Regions from separate parts of the Rattus norvegicus genome. Here region 1 is linked to region 2. Evidence: chromatin contacts called from public Hi-C data. All regions are on one chromosome and are shown on one strand. Each heading gives the region's core, a stretch centred on a gene start, on an enhancer-like site or on the middle of the called end of the contact. The rest is flanking DNA. Distances are from core to core; before and after follow the strand shown. Region 1 has its middle 130 kb from the start of Ankrd55. Region 2 overlaps LOC134485837 (a long non-coding RNA gene).

Region 1 (2,809 bases), core at 229-2,728, 250 kb before region 2:
GAATTCTAAGATAATGAACATCAAAGCCATACAATTTGGAGGAAAAGAACATTACTGTCATATTTCAAGTTTTGGAAAATAAACGATACAACGACCTCTGGCTCACCAGGCTGAAACTGGATATTTGAGTGCCCTGAGTTCACTTTATTCCTGTATAGAAAGGTAGAGGAGAATGAGCTGTAGTCTTGTCGCAAGGCTAAGTGAGGCAGAGGCCACATCCTGGACCCTGAACTTTGCTGTTAGTCCATGGGCTATCCAAGAGGATGTCTTTTAGATCAATCAACGTCACCAGCAAGTGAGTGTCAAGACGGAACTTGGAAGAGGCTCATATGCAAAGGGAGCAAGACATAGAGCTGTCATCTGCGCTTCTGTGTGTCTCCGGCCTGCCTTTGGGGTGTGCAGGTGAACTTTGAATTGCAAGGGGACTGAGAGAGGCAGCACATCCATCGGATGTCTGCTAGATGCCTTCAGGCCAGGGTCTTCGTGTACAGAATGGCGGCCTTCTATATTACCATCCTGCAGGGTAGAGCAAGAGGTCCAAGCCACACTCATATCCCTAAAGGGCTCCAGGAGCCCAGGAATGCTACTTAGCATTTGGTGGGAAGAAGCGTACCTCACAGTAGTGATGGGAAGAGAAAAGAAGACTAAGGCAGTCTCAATCTCATAAGAGCATCTGTGATTTCTCCACTCTTTGGGATGAAAGGAATATAGTAGCTTAAGGAGAGACTATGCCAGGATTTGGAAGATGTATGGCCAGAAAGTTATACAGACCTGCACTGCACCCTTACCCATGAAATGAAGAGTTGAACTAAATGTTTCCCTTCCACCCTGATGTGCTATTGTCTCACAAAGCCTGTTTTAATGTGGTATCTAGATGATCCCCATCCCACACAATGCAATCCCACTGACAGCAGGGGCCTTTCAGGTCTGATATAGGACTAAGGTATTTACCACAACTATTGGCCATGGCCCTTATGGGCTGCAGCTTCCTGCAGTCACGATGGGCACTGCCCAGCTGCACAAGGAAGGGAGGAGCCACAGGAGCCAATGAAGGATGCCTGTGAAGAGGAATTCAGAAACGAGGCTATTTTACTCAGTTTTGTTTCAGTCCGAAACTGGCCTCCTACTGTAGAAACAAGACCTTTGAGCAATGGGCCCTGTGTTTATTCTACTTGTATCAAAGAGACTTTCATCTCCCCGGGGCAAATTATTAACACATTCCTCCAAAGATGGGAGGGTGGAGGACTGGCCTTGGAGAAAAAAGAAATTGAACATTGTAGTAGAAAGCTGTTAGAGATACGAATGTAACGGACACTAACAAAAAGCCCCCACTTCTAAGAACAGTGGTTGGCTGAACACCAAGGTCTTTGTGCCCAGGAGAGCCTATCTGGGTGATTTCTTGTCTGGAAGTGACCCTTCTGTGCCCAGGAATTTTCCACTAGAAAGCTGATGGTGGTGGAGGTGGGGACCTTTGTGGGCACCCACAGTCGATCACGTTCAACCTTAGCAAATGACTAAACAGTACTGACTGAACAGTGAGTGACTCTAGGTTTCAGGGTGTAATTTTTTTTGTCTTTCAAGAATTTTGGTTGGGTAGGGAAGAGAGAGAGCAGGAGGGTCGGGGGTGCTGGGGGAGTGGAAGGTGGGGACGGGGGAGAGACAAACCAACCACACTTAGATGTAGTTAAGACTTGACCCTGGTCAAGGGTAGCTAGCAGACATGACATGAGCAGAATGCCATTTGGCCTTCACTAATGGATCACTCCCCAGGCCAGGCCTTGCAGGAATTGTTTCCAGACAGATTGTGCAGTTTTCTAAGGCATGTTCCCTTGATTTACAAGGCCCATAGGATGCCCAGGCACCTCCTCTGAGACACAGCTCAATGAACTATCTGCAGGAAGGAGCCTGCTGCATGAAAGTACATGGGGGAGTATTGATTGCGGGCCCCAGACACAGACCCCGTTCATGTCTGCCTTTTAAAAAAATCTTTCCAAGTGACACCAAAACACATAATACCTCAAGACTGTAGACTGGGGAGCAGCCACGAACATATTGTTTATCATTAGCTTCAGAGAGAAACTAAGACTACAACTGGGAGTTGCAAAGCTTCCTCTAGCTGTAGATCCTTCAGCACCGTCTTTTGTTCTCTGAAGCTGAGAGCTCGGCTGTGATCTGAGGATCCATGTTATTCCCGAGTCAAGAAGATGTTACTGAGTTTCTACCACTTTCAAATGGAGATTTCTAAAACTTTGAATAATGGTGGCAAGTGTCTTTTTTTATGGCTGCTTTAAATCAGGGACGTGATTCCTACGGTATCTATCAGGTACCGATCATTCTAAACTGTACAGGAAGATCCAAACAAGTAATTATTGATGGAAACAGGTGACAGAAACTGGCTGGGCAGTTTCAGGGTAAGGAGCCCTGAAAGTAAACAGTCTTTACAAGGCCCAAAGCCAGAAATGCCCCGAGGCTCATTGGAAGTTCTGTCCTTGACAAAGGCCAGGGATGCCAGAAATATTTCAACCAAAATGTCTTTGGTTGTGCCGTGGCTGGAAGCCAGGATACCAGGTTTCACCTTATCTCTCTCTCTCTCCTGGAAGCAGTATTTGAGAAAGAGGCCAAAGTTGAGAGGAGGAGCTGAGCTGACCAGATCATCGGCTTCTCTGTTTCATCGAGTTTCCACTAAATGTCTATAAAAAGCCCCAGTTTTCTTTTCAATGCCGCCCCATTTCCCAGGCCTTGTTCCTGCTGTAGGAGCTCTGCTTTTTTTCTTGTAAGTTCTAAGAACCGTGAACTTCCTTCCCAAACT
Region 2 (2,908 bases), core at 119-2,618:
CTCTGTAGTGCCCATGTCCTAGCTCACCAGACAAATTCTAAATATTTACTTAGCACTAGGACACAGGACAACACTTTGCATGTTCAGTCCGTTAATCATTAAATATAACAAGAACTTCTCTTTTTATGTATACATAAAAATTCCGGTCTCCAAAACCAGCTGGCAAAAAGGAGTGGGGCGATCTACTCTAGTCTCACTGGCTACGTCAGACAGTTGACAGCCGTGTCTATGGCCACACTTGCAGGCAAGGTGTTTAGGCTTACCCAGAGAAACTCACATTTCCTATTCTTAGGTATCTACCAGCCGATCTAAATAATTTTGACTAGATATCAGTAGGCAGAACAGAGCACAGTTCCCTAACCTCCACTCCCCAGGAGTTCCTGCACTAATGATGCTAGTATTTCTCCCAAGCATCTCAAGGCCGGAAACAGAGGATCTTTTTACCAACACACAGAGGAAAAGCTGGGTGGGAAAATCACTGACGCTCAACCCAGTGACCCGGGCGAGAACAGCTTTCATCAGAAGCGAGGTGCAGAAGTGAGTAGATGAACGAGTTGAACTTTCTGGTCAAAGCCAGAAACATCGGTAAAGGCACACGTGGAACCTTCGCAGAACAGACAGCATCGGTGAGAATGCATGGTCCTTTACAGTAAATTCACTGTGGGAAACTAGTCAGGCCCAGCAAGCTGACAAGGGTCCCTTCACCCCTGTGCCAAGGACAGTTTGGCCAAAGGACATCTAGGGTGAAGGCCTCAGTCAGGGCTAATCTCCATATCCCGGAATAGTCCAGAGAACTCGTCCAACCTGCCAGTCTGCCTTGGGAGAAAAAAAAAAGCCTTTGGAATTCTTTGTCCAGCTCTGCTTGGTATACACTGGAATAATTCTTCTGGGACTTCTCTGGTGACCTAGTCTTCACTATAATGACATCCCTCAACAGATCCACCAGCCCTCAGATTCTCCCAGACACTAACTAATAATAGGTCCAATTAGAAGTGAAGATTCCAAACAGATGAGACACGAATTGATATACATGACATGGCTGCCACAGATCCATTTCTTCCCCTGGCAGAAAAGAGATCAAACTGACCTTGAGGAGGAAACCTCCTTTTCTGAACAGTTACCATGGCAACCGGAACCCTCTCTCTCCCCAGGGCACCTGCCCACAGGCTCCCACCGGCCAGCTGGTAGGGAGGGTGGATCGGCCACCTCTGTTCCAAGTCACTGTGCTCATTTGACCAACAAAGGTGCCAACGGTGCCAGTTGGCCTCGTGATATGGATACCTGCCCACGAGGCATTGGCCCAAACATTGGGGACTTTCACAGAGGCCAGCCAACAGCTGGCAGGCAGGAACTACCAGGTCATTGTCATCTGGGGCTGAATTGGAACGTGCATACAAGACACAAAGGCTGTGTCTGTAACCACAGCATCTCTCCCTCCCAAGAGGTGTGTTTTCAGCACCAGATCCTCTGCTCTGGGAGGGGCGTGTGGCTGAAGGTGCCTTTTAGAGGCCCCGCCCACCCAGCCTTTTTTAGGGGCGCCCTGCCTTTAAGCACGGTGGTGTAGAAAAGCGTTTCCTGCCCCATGTCTCGTTTTATTGCAAATGAGAAGGTTCGCCATAAGTCACCCCAGGCCAGTGGGTTCAGAGGTAGAGCCGGTAACCAGAAGCCATGCAGACTTCCTCTCCTGGCCCCACACCAAGGCCTCCAAGGATCTCTTGTCACATGAGGTTAGTGTAGTTTCACATCCTCTAAGCAAAGCTCTGTCGAAACTCTCTAGTATCACATGGCATTGGCTCAAAGCAACCACCTCACTCAGCTGCTGGCTCCCTGTTCCAAGAGTGGATCAGGAGACCTGGGTTCCAGTTTCAACTCAACCTGCATGACCTTGACAAGAACCAGTCCTCAACCTTGCATCAGAAAACCAAGTGGTCAGAGTTTCTAACCTTAGGGTCCATTTCCTCTCCTCCGCATTACCCTCTCTACCTCAGTTAAAAAAAATTATTTTATATTTACTTACTTACTTACTTACTTACTTACTTTGGAATTCTTGATTATAGAGTCAGGGTTTTTCTGTGCTGCCCTGGCTGTCCTGGAACTCACTCTGTAGACCAGGCTGACCTTGAACTCAGAGATCCACCTGCCTCTGCCTCCTGAGTGCTGGGATTAAAGGCATGTTCAACCACCGCCCAGCATTTCTGATGCTAACCCAAGAATCTCCAAAGACTGGTGTACATTATTTCAACTGTTCAAAATCAGACATCTCGAAAATATTAAGTCAAGCGAAGGAATCTTTATATATAAGAGAGCACATGTTTTATGGTTGTAATATGAAATTCCCAGACTAACGAATGGTAAGACACAAACATACACACAGACGCACATACATGCTCTCACACGAATAGCTGTGGATTGCCTCAGGGAGTGTGGTAGGACCAGGAGTTACTTGGGAAGAGGAACAAAAGAACTTTGTGAGTTGAGAGTATACATTGTCCCTGGTTGTGTTTATGTCACCCAATCTTTGTCAGAACTCATGGACTACTGTTCGTCGGATGGATTGAACGGTGGAATGGCGTTAGAAGAATGAAGTGTAGGTTGTAGAATCCGTGAGCATTTGGGTGTTCCTGACAAAACGCTATAATGAGTTCCCCCTTCTCTCCACCCCATCTCTCTTTCCTGACACTTGGCCTTTTTCCTAGTAAATGAGTCAATGGGACAGGCGATATAGCTGCTGTCCTACGATGACTAATCACTCTATGCCCAGCCCTCAAGGGCAAAAAGAAGTTCTCTGCAGCTAGAACTCGACCTCTAGCCTCCCCCTCCTTGGCTTCCCAGCGCTGGTCTGCCTATGGAATCAGGTCATCATGTGGTGTGTGCCTCTGCTCTCTGCTTGCTGACATTTCTGATGTAA

What was found. Hi-C and Micro-C count contacts between places; a contact is called where the count stands out from the background.
Region 1: a Hi-C map of liver shows a contact between it and region 2, with 4 times the contacts expected there. The contact joins two enhancer-like sites. A contact is called at or near these places in 3 of 12 Hi-C or Micro-C datasets (kidney and liver).

Annotation. Positions count from the first base shown.
Region 1 is chr2:45,514,345-45,517,153 of GRCr8, reverse strand. No RefSeq gene overlaps it. Among named protein-coding and RNA genes, the nearest start is that of Ankrd55, 130 kb to the left of the region's middle. Within about 2 kb of position 1,478, at least 7 of the 93 cell types and tissues checked have an H3K27ac peak or open chromatin away from gene starts, as enhancers often do. A contact at or near this core is called in kidney and liver, where this site is marked.
Region 2 is chr2:45,262,786-45,265,693 of GRCr8, reverse strand. LOC134485837 (a long non-coding RNA gene) reads right to left here. Exons shown (of 2, transcript XR_010064080.1): 2 at 1-2,908. Among named protein-coding and RNA genes, the nearest start is that of Map3k1, 120 kb to the right of the region's middle. Within about 2 kb of position 1,368, at least 19 of the 93 cell types and tissues checked have an H3K27ac peak or open chromatin away from gene starts, as enhancers often do. A contact at or near this core is called in kidney and liver, where this site is marked.